Linked DNA regions of Danio rerio: region 2 is linked to region 1. Evidence: chromatin contacts called from public HiChIP or PLAC-seq data. All regions are on one chromosome and are shown on one strand. The core of a region is the stretch at or near the end of the contact, and the rest is flanking DNA. Distances in the headings are between cores, read along the strand shown.

What was found. HiChIP or PLAC-seq counts read pairs in DNA pulled down with a chosen protein or histone mark.
Region 2: an H3K4me3 HiChIP or PLAC-seq map of embryo shows a contact between it and region 1, with 9 times the contacts expected there. The contact joins two enhancer-like sites. A contact is called at or near these places in 1 of 18 Hi-C or Micro-C datasets (hematopoietic stem cells) and 1 of 4 datasets of contacts at active chromatin or transcription factors (embryo).

Annotation. Positions count from the first base shown.
Region 1 is chr12:9,146,544-9,152,195 of GRCz12tu, forward strand. It overlaps jmjd1cb (jumonji domain containing 1Cb), which reads right to left. Exons shown (of 26, transcript XM_073918202.1): 21 at 5,412-5,542; 22 at 3,539-3,661; 23 at 1-26. Among named protein-coding and RNA genes, the nearest start is that of nrbf2b, 21 kb to the left of the region's middle. Within about 2 kb of position 3,383, at least 4 of the 62 cell types and tissues checked have an H3K27ac peak or open chromatin away from gene starts, as enhancers often do.
Region 2 is chr12:9,631,677-9,637,328 of GRCz12tu, forward strand. The region is part of intron 1 of exoc6 (exocyst complex component 6); the gene reads right to left. Among named protein-coding and RNA genes, the nearest start is that of exoc6, 8.5 kb to the right of the region's middle. Within about 2 kb of position 3,540, at least 3 of the 62 cell types and tissues checked have an H3K27ac peak or open chromatin away from gene starts, as enhancers often do.

The DNA of each region.
Region 1 (5,652 bases), core at 2,133-4,632:
TTCCTCCTCCAGCCTCTTCAGCACTCCTGTGTGTTTGGCACAAACACGCTCATGCGGTTACACGGCAAACACATCACACAGTCAGCTTAATTTATTATAAAAGCAGGCAGCGCTGTCCTCTTTTGAAGACGGAGCGATGTTTAAAAATTAATGGCAAGCAGTATGTGTGGGAGTCTGGCTTTTATATATTCTCCTCATGTCTGCCCATGAGACGGCAGATAAAAATAGACAAGTCATCGCAGGAAGGAGGAGCACAACTGTAAAATTACTTAAAACCTTAAAATCAAAAAGTGAGGGAGGAAATATATCAACATCATTTACATGATTACTCAGCAAAGTCTTCAGTGTCAACTACAGTAGTGCCATTGAAATAAATAATCAGAATTTTAAAGGTATAGTAAAGACCACAATTACAAATCGAAATGAATGTGTGTCTTTTATTAAACATGTTGAACGTTGAAGTCATTTTTGCTAAGTCAATGGTTTTCCAAAAAGGGGTCTCAACAAACTTTCGAAAGCAATTAAATATGCACTTTTGTTCTGGACAATTTTTGGTAACACTTTAGAATAATGGTCCATTAGTTCATGTATTTGCTAACATTAACTAAGTGTGAATAATCTTGTAAAGCATTTATTCATCATAGTTCAACATTTACTAATGCATTATTAAAATGCAAAGTTGTCACGTACTTAAAGACCGCCTATTTCAAACCTTTTTTAAGATTTAATAAAAGTCTTTTGTGTCCCCGGAATGTGTCTGTAGGGTTTCAGCTCAAAACACCCATCAGATTATTGAATATATCTTTTTAAATCTCGGAAATTTGAGGTGTTTGGACAATGTAGCTGTTTTTGTTGTCTGTGCCTTTAATGCAAATAAGCTGGTTCTCCACGCCATCGTTCCCACGTGCGTGTAGCCTACACCTGCTGCTTCTCATGCCAGATAAACAGCACAGTGACCGACAAGAATGAAGCAGATCTCCCTTACTACAGCAAGAAGTTTCCCAATGGTTATTTGATATATTTGTTGTGAAGTTATTTCTAGCCTTGGCAACGATGTGTCTCACACAATGTCGTTATAAAACTTGTCTCGGCTAATGTGACAGGATACACATTAATATACACTGCTGTATGGACATCCATTATGTTAATTTACAAAATAACCCTGATCCACAAACCAGGATTGCAGCATCTTCTTTTATAATTGTGCTGACACAATGTGCCTGTGGTGATGAATTACGCAGTGATTCTACTGTCTTTATTACATACATGCACTGTTTTATAAACATTTTGTGAAGTTTTTAAACTAATTTCGAGAGGAGCATGTGATATAATTGACTGCAGCTGGCCACCTATCTACTACACTCATTAGTTAGCCAATCAGATCTATCCGAACTCACTATAAGTAGCCTAGCTAGATTTACTCCCTTATCTTCGTTTTCCGAAGAAACCCCCAATCAACCCCTTTCTCCTCCTTTTCTCCTTTACAAAAAGGGGAGCTCTCGAGAACCACCTGATCTCGTACTCCCCTCACATGCTCTATGGACCTGGCGGGAGCCCTGGGCTCAACTATCTCCGAGCTCAGGGTTCTCTCCCGGGACAGCATGCCAAACCTGCTTACAGTTGTCAAGCAATATCTAAGTGTGAACTCTCGAAATACTTGTAAAACTCATTCTTGAGGTGCGGATGATCACAGCGAGCTGAGCAGATCTTTTAATCCCAGTTGCATTGCGCATGTCCTGTCTTGTGGATTTGATTATACATATTACTACAGATACATGTTAATACATGTCTGTCAATCAATTCGGTGGGTGAGGAAACCAAACTCCTACGCCGTGTTGCGGTGGGCCTCAAAATGGGAGGGATTTGGATCCTGTTTTAAAGTCATACCCCAGTTTGACTGTGGACACACTAATAATCCACACAGTTCTGTCCAAACAGCTTACAAAAGATAATTTTATTCATAGGTGCCCTTAAAATAACGTTTACCAACGATAACGAAGATGAATAAATGATATAATAATGTATTACTAATTGTTTGTTCATGTTAATAGATACATGAACTAATGAACCACTATTTTAAAGTGTTACCAAATAGTTTTTCCCAGAATGTGCATGGCATGGGTGTTGCCACTTTGCATACAAACTAATTTTGTCTAATTTAACTAATATATGGAGGGTAGAAAAAAATCAGGCTGTGCATACTGTGCTGATAATCATCCTCATGTGCATTGTACCCTAGCATTAGTGTAAAAATTAAAGTTGAAAAAACTTATTACAGGAGAGCATCCTGTCTGGCTGTATCACCACCTGGTATGGAAATAGCACCAGCAGCAATCGCAAAGGCCTACATAGGATTGTACGAACTGCTGGACGCGTAGTAGGAGGTGAAATTTCCTCCCTCTAGGATATCTACACCAGGCGGTGCATGAGGAAAGCCAAAAAAATGATCAGCGACTCCAGCCACCCATGCCATAAACTTTTCTCTCTGCTACCCTCAGGCAGATGGTTTCGCAGCATCCGGTCACGCACTCGCCGGCTGAAGGAAAGTTTCTTCCCTCAGACTATCAGGCTGATGAACACTTAACACACCCCACACAGACTCTTCCACACCCCTCACTGCACACCATCAATATGTAGCATGCACTGCACTTTAACCAATCCATACTTAAAAAACAATACTGCCTACAACTATGTGGACATTGTACATATTGCTGTCAATTTTACATTGTCCTCTTTATTTATTTATTTATTTATTTATTTATTTATTTATTTATTTATTTATTTATTTATTTTTAGGAGTATGCTGCTATATTTTGCACTGTCGTTGTATTTGCACTGTCTGTATTTTGTACTGTCTGGAGCCAGCACCTAAGCTTTTCACTCATCATAGCACTCGTGCTGCTGATGATGTGACTATAAAAAGTGATTTGATTTGATTATTTGTGTAAGTTTTTTTGTTACCAATGTAATTTTTAAATGTCATGAGCATTTTTACAAAGAATATAGAAATATGAAAGAATTTTTGTAGTTTTGACAAGCTCTAATATATAATTTCTGGACAGAAACAAATATATTTTTTACTGTTTAGGACAATTGGGGTCAAAATGACTGAGAACCAATGATGTTTAGATGTAACATTAAATCTTGAATGTTTTAGATCTGCCTACTGTAGCAGACATCCCACTATAGACGATGAAAGAGAGTGGAAGAAATAAAAGCTCCAGCTGGATTTTAGTTCATATTAAGCCTCTGTTAATGTGAAGGTTTTACTGATTCACTCTCGTTAAGTGCTGAGAGAAAAGCTCTTTGCAGTGCTGCTATGGCAATGCACAGGCAGGGAAAACTCCTTCCAGATGCATCTCTCACATTTCATTGTTTCCAGGGTGGAAACCATGTTCTGTGTTTTTTTTTTCTTCCTCTGAGCTCAGGGGTTTATGGAACATTTCTGTTCAAGCAGGAAGCTTTTCCCCCTCCACATCTTTCACTGAGTTAATGGACAGTAAATGACAGTTGTGTGGCGGATGAATCTCAGACTTACCTGTTTTGGACAAGACGCCATTCCCTTTTGCCACTCCGACGTAAACCAGCACGCTGATCACGTCAGACACCTCCATGTGCAGGTTAGCAGTGCCGAAATCCTGCTCCTGAGACGCTGCCACACCTGTGACATGGATCATATTTCATTCAGTTCACTGTGTTTCAGGCATCAAGGTTTACATACAGTTGATGATGTTTAGCAAGGAATTTTTCCTGTAATATTTTTTTCTTCTGGAGAAAGTCTTAATTGATTTATTTTAGCTAGGGTAAAAGCAGCTTTTCATTAAAAAAAAGCACCTTTAAGCAATATTGTTGTTGTATTGTCAACAGAACAAACCACTGTTATAAAATGACGTGCCTAATTACTCTAAATAGGCTAATTAACCTCATTAACCTACTAAAGCATTTAAATCACACTTGAAGCTGAATACTAGTATCTTCAAAATATCTAGTCAAATATTGTGTCCTGTAATCATGGCAAAGATAAATCAGTAAATAGAAATTAGATATTAAAGCTAATGTTTAGAAATATGAACAGAAATGTGAACACTAAATTGGGATGTCAACATAAAGACTTTCTTTGAGAAAAAAGATTTCTTTGACACAAATGAATGATTTGATAAGGGTTTTGCCATCACCACAGTCCTTTCATTGTGTGATAATAAGAGTACAGCAAACAGCAGTAATATGATGGCTCAAGACATGATGAGGCATTGTGTGCTGAATGGAAAGTTTCATTATAAACTGCTTCCAGATAAAACCAAATTAGCGTGCGCTTATTTTTTTGTTGATGGGCCTGCCAACAAACAAACAACTGCAAACCTAACTGATTCCTGATCACTAAATGGCAATGCACATATCCATCAACATTGTTCATTACTGTACCAGTTACCTTTAAGGCTAACTATTAATTCAAAGCTACATGAATTGTACAACAGAAAATGGCAAAAATAAAAAAGTAAATCAATTTGCAGAAGGCACTTTCATTGCACTTACTGGAGACCACTGGGCATCAGAAGTGACCAAAATTACCTTGGCGCAATTAATCAATGACAACTGGCAACTGCACGGCAAGTTAAATATTGTAAATAATAAGAATAATAAGATGATAAAACTAGATGATCTGTTTTCTTAAACTCGTCCTGCATTTCATTTCAACACAACACTTCTACGTTTAAATTGTATATTTAAAATTTGCGAATAATTATAATTTTCCAAGGACCATGATTTCAACTAGAGCCATAACATTTTTAAATCAATTGACAGTCCTAATTTGCACCATATGGTTCAGTCTTTTTAAATTTAAGTTTAAATATAAATAAATGAAGTATAATTACAATAAAAACAATAAACACCACGTGTTTTATTTTAATATGAATGCATAAAAGTGCAATCTGAAATTTTCTTCTGAAATGAGCAGTTTTCTATTATTCTTGGTAATGAACAAGTTTTTCATTGACTTTAAAATAACTGAAAATTAATATAAGAGGCTGAGAAAAAATGCTAATTTCAGAAAAAAAAAATTTAGATGGCACTTAAAGGATTTTGCATCTGAACTCTTCATATGTTTTTTTTTAATCAGTCGATTGTGGTGGAAAATATTCCTAATTGTCATAAAAATAATATTTATTTTATTTTATTTTATCTTATTTTATCTTATTTTATTTTATTTTATTGACCTAAAATTTAAAACAAAATTTAAAATTGACAAATTTTCTTTACACTTTTTCTTTTGGGAAATGTTCCTTCCTGTAACTGAACATAATATTGTAATAAATACTGAAGTAAAATGTGGTAAACCAAAACAGAAAACAAGATAAGCCAGAAATCAAAAGTGTGTCTGAGTGTGTGAGAGACAGAGGGAGCTGTAGTACCATATGCGCAGCAGAGGCGAGGGCCCAGATCCGGCCGCACAAAAAAGGTGGGCAGATGGGAGGCCAGGTTGAGGTTTCCCTCCGGGTCTGAATATTCAGGCATGGGGAGGTTCTTCATCAAATCATCATACCTAAACAATGACATCAAGCACATTTTAAAACCAGCATTTACAAGCCCTAAAGCAATATCTGAATTAGCATGTCGTCTTGTGTTCTAGTGTTTATGAGGTACCTGGATGAA
Region 2 (5,652 bases), core at 2,290-4,789, 490 kb after region 1:
TGACTATGTTTGCTCCATATGCACAGCAACAGGTCATACAATTAATTATATTTTTATATATAAAAAAAATTTTGAATTCAGCTGAAATCAATCCCAGACTTTCAATCCCACACAAATTGCACTGCAACAACAAAGGAAAAACAATATCTTCAAACAAAAGTTAACAGAGACCAGAAACACATCATCTTTAACAAATGTCAAACTTTGAACTTTGCTCATGTTATACTTCCGCGATTGCATAATTGTATGTATTCAACCAGCCTGATATTATGAGGAAACATAACTATTTTACGTTTTGTCAGTTTAGTGGCTAATTTGTATGAATTTATAGGAGTCGTATGAAAATGTACAATTTTTAAAAGGAGGCGTGGCTCCAAACCCCGCCCCTAAACAATCATCATTGGGGAATTAAAAAATCGTAGGAAATTGTACAAACGAGATCCTACGATTTCATATGAATTAGCCACTGAATCAAAAGTTATGAATTGCAGTGAGATAGCGTTGATTTAACATATAAAAAAAAAAAACCTACAGATACAAATTACTCATTGGGGCAGGTTTCATTATAACTCATGCTTAAGCAAAAAACTGAGATTGATTAAGGTAAAGTTGTATTCCAGCATATGTTTTATGCAGTGGATGCCCTTTCAGCCGCAAACCAGTACTGGGAAACACACACACACACACACACAAAAACACAAACACACACACGTTTGTTTTTGTGAAAAGTGGGTACATTACATAGGTTTCCATTAATTTTATACTGTTCAAACCGTATATAGTATTGCCCTCACCCCACCCTACCCCTAACCCCAACCATCACAGGAGTCAGTGTCCAGCTTTACTCTCTGATTAAACTCGCCCTGTGTGATTTATAAGCTTTTTGAGAAATGAGGACGTCATCAATGTCCTCATATTTCACCTCCTTTTTGTAATACCCGTGTCATTCTCATGTCATTATACAGATTTGTGTCCTGATATGTCACAAAAACACATGTACACACACACGCACGCACGCACACACACACATACACTCAAACACTCAAACACTATAGTTCATCCAATTCACATATAGCTCATGTCTTTTGACTGTAGGGAAACCAGAGTACTCGGGAAACCCACGTCAACACAGGGAGAACATGCAAACTTCACACAAAAATGCCAACTGGCGCAGCTGAGGTTCGAACCAGCGACCTTCTTGCTGTGAGGCAACAGTGCTAACAACTAAGCCACTGTGCCGCAAAAATTATCATTACAATTTCTAGTCATTTTAATTACTTCATCGGTCGACATAATGCTGGTGACCTGCAGAGGTTGTGCAAACATAAAGTGCTACCATTAAAATCCTTCCTCTTTCATTGAAACATGTTTTCTCAATGGTGCCATTTTTCTTGTGTGTTTGTTTTGTTATTGAGAGGATAGAGCGCAGCAGATATTTACATATCCAGATAAATGTGGCTCTCTCTCAGCAGCGAGTGTGGCATCTGGATGTCCATTAACTGCATATCCCCGCGTATGTATTTCCTCTCACCAAAGACCAAAACAGCCAATTCCTGCCACCCAGATGGAAAACGCTGAGGGCCATTTTCTACTGAAAACATGCAAAGCTTTCTAAAATCGGTACCCACTTCCACTGCCTTTCAGAAGGTCAGATTACGCCCTTTAATGGGATATCCTTTCCGCGAATCTGCACACACGCACACAGAGCTACTATCAGCAGAGACATGCTCACAATGAGTTTCCTCCTTCCTGTTATTGAATTCAACAGACCAAAGAACGTAAGGTTCCGGACAACTGCTAAGAGGTCCAGGAGGAAACAGAGAAACACAGCATGCAGAAAGACAAACTATTTTTCTTATGGCTCAAAGAGAAAATTCAGAATGTTATACATCAATACTTCTACGCCTACCATCACAGAGTGGCTAATGAAACCAAAGTTGTAACTAGGGGTGTAACGATTTATCGTTGTACGATTTATTGCGATGCAAAAATGTCACAATATGCATCGTGGCGTTATGACGATTTGATTACGATATGTCATCTGTTTCTCTTATTAGTTGAGCTGTTTGCACGTGAGCTACGTTCCACCTGCTGTCGCACGTGAGTTCAGATTGCAGCAGCAGTAATGTTAGCAGACCAAGATGAGTGGAGCTGAAATAGAGGATGGCCCATCCTCTCAAAATCAGACGTCTGGCAACATTTCGGTTGTACAGTCATTGCTTTGGACTCGTCCGCTTTTTGACAAGGTACAATTCACCCTAAAATATCATTCTGTCTTCATATAATGTTCCCGCCGCAAAATCAAACATGACATGAGCTGACCGTGAGCTGTTACTACAGAGGGCGGACTATGATAGACGCGCGCGTATGGCAAGCCGTTTTAGCATTTAAACCTTTGTTCTGACTATCCATAAATATATTTAGAGATATCTCTAATTATATTTTGACTAGTCATAATTAGAATTCGACTAGTCAGAATGACAATTAGAGATATCTGCAATTACAATTGTACTAGTACGAAATCAAAGCCTTAAGCTCTAACTGTAAAACTCAATTGAATAGAAAGCTTATTTTTTTTGCACCTTTACTTAAATTGTTCTTTAATTTTGTCTCTGTCATTTCAATAATATTTTTAAGAAGTTTTTAAATTGTTTTATTTTCCAGAGACAGGCCTGTTTAATTTATTTTCTTAAAGAAGGTTCAGTTTAACAAGTTGAAACAAAAGAAATACATAAAAAAATAGTTCACTTGGTAAAATTTGCATTTCAGTTTAATTTTCAATTTTTATTCCAAATATCGTGATACATATCGAATCGTGAACATTATATCGTCATACACATCGTATCGTGAGCTGAGTGTATCGTTACACCCCTAGTTGTAACACAAGCTTATTGATGAAACCAAACCTCTAACAATAGACAGGTGAATAAGGGTTAATCACAGTACATACATTTTTTAAGAAAATAGGCTAAAGGAAGTCAAGTTTATAAAGGTCAGCATTCTGAAACATCAATAGCTTTGTTTCCATCCACCTATTTTTATGTGCATTTTGGAATATCGCATAAAAACTCTGGATGGAAATGCCAAGATGTGCATACAAAAATTATGCACACAACCGAGTAGAACTTCATTCATTCATTCATTTTCTTGTCGGCTTAGTCCCTTTATTAATGCGGGGTCGCCACAGCGGAATGAACCGCCAACTTATCAAGCACAGTTGGCAGTTTATTTCGCTGTGGCAGCCTCAGATTAATAAAGGTACTAAGCTGAAAAGAAAATGAATGAATGATTGTTTTTTTTCATTTATTTGACAACAAAAAAAACGAAATACACTCAATTTGTCAAGGATATACACTATAAAGTTTTTAAACCTTTTTCCATTGTGTGTAATTCATATTTTATTTTTTTAATTCATAGACATGGTGCAACGAAGTGGAAAAGCTGATGCACAGCATGATGAAGTGCTTTTCCCGCACACCTTTTACAAGGTGAAATTATGAAAGGCAAGGAAGCTAAGTGTTAAGTGTGTTAGGTAACATGTCTGATGTCTGTGGAATGAGAAAATACAGCTGTCATATCTGTAACCATCAGTGCGCATGTTAGTACAGAATGCGTCGCCTCGGGACATGATTTCTTGTGCTGGAATGTTGACAAATTTGCATGTCCTGTAGATCTGCTTTCTAAAGGCTTTAATCAACGCAGGTTTGGTTTTCAAACCCACCGTAATCACAAGATCAAGAGTGTAAAATATGCTGCCTAGAACTTCTGCTGAATAAACAGTTTTCTTCATAACAAGTGGAATAGAGTGAACTCAGGTTATCTGTGGCAAATTTCCAAACAATATTCATACTGAGATACAGATGAGACATCAAACGTCACAGAAAAAAGTTAACTAATCCTAATATCTAACTAAATCATAATAGTCTGACTTTACCTCCTTAAAATTATCCTGCATAAAGCATACCAGCACGAAACAAAAGCAGACGGCTTAATAGAAATGCATTCTTTATCACTAGGCGAAGCTTATAGAGAAGCAGTAGTAGTGCTTCCTTATTTAACACTATGCTTTTTCAGATTGGTAATGGGAATATAAAAAAAAAATACCCTCTAAACTTCTCTGAATACACTCATAAACTCAATTTAATCTTTACGATTTTCTTTCACATGTAGCATTTTTTTCCTCTGTCCAGAATATAGGAACCACACTCTAAAAAATAACGCAAGAGTTCTGTTACCACTAAATGGTTTAATACATGCAGCTCAACTCCTTGTTCAAGCTCTTGTTCTCTCCAGACTGGACTATTGCAACTCTCTACTAGCCGGGCTTTCAGCTAACTCTATCAAACCTCTTCAGCTGCTTCAGAACGCAGCAGCACGAGTGGTCTTTAATGAACCTAAAAGAGCACATGTCACTCCGCTACTTATCCGTTTGCACTGGCTGCCTGTTGCTGCTCACATCAAATTCAAAGCTCTAATGTTTGCTTACAAAGAGACATCTGACTTTGCTCCTTATCTGCTCTCACTTCTGAAGATTTATGTGCCCTCCAGAAACTTGCGTTCTGTGAATGAACAGAACCTTGCGGTTCCATCCTAAATGGGGAAGAAATCACTTTCCCGAACTCTCGCATTCAATATGTTCAGTTGGTGGAATGAACTCCCTATCTGCATCAGAACGGCAGAGTCACTCACTGTTAGAGCTGCACGATTCCGGCTAAAATGAGAATCGCGATTTTTTTGCTTAAAATAAAGATCACGATTTTCTCACGATTCTGTAGATGTAAAATAAAGGTATGGTAAAAACAAACATATGGCACAACATCGATAATATTATTATGTTTAGGTCTACTGGTTTCTATAAATGATTATATTCTACTTATAATAATTATAATGTTGAATTATTATGCTTGAGATGCTTGCAATCTGTTATACAAGACAAATTTATTCACTGGTAAAATCAGACATTTACCATTATGAGATTATATTCAACAATATATAGGCTAAAGTAGGTATACTAACATTGTAAACATTTATTTTCATGTACAACTGTGGGTTCGCTATGAAAGAAAAAACATCAAATGCTTGTAATCATAACTCTAAAATGCGATATGATCATTTAAATGAAGTGCACACTTTCGGTTTCATTTTGACTGCTAAGTGCTTGTTTATACTTCACGCGTTGCTCCCAAACGATCACTCTGTGCCCCAAACTGAATATTATTTACAACTGTATTACATATGCAACATATGCAGGTTCTGTTCACTAAAGTAGACGCGCGCGCGCGCGCCCTCTCTGTGATAACAGCTCACGTCACGTTTGATTTCCCGGCCGCGAAAACATCATTATATGAAGACAAAAATGACATTTTAAGGTGAATTATACCTTATAAATATAGTTTGTGACTCATTTAACATCATTTGGAGGTGTCAATGTCACTGAGCAACATGTGTGAAACAATAAAAAGACTCGTGCAGCCGCCTTTTCTTCTCTCCTGACCTTGACAATAGGATTGACAGAATCATAGAAATGCTGGATTAAGATTGTCTAGGGGGTCGAATCGAGATCGTGATCTTTTAACGATTAATTGTGCAGCTCTACTCACTGTCTTCAAGAAACAACTAAAAACTCAACTATTTAGTTTCCACTTTCCTTCC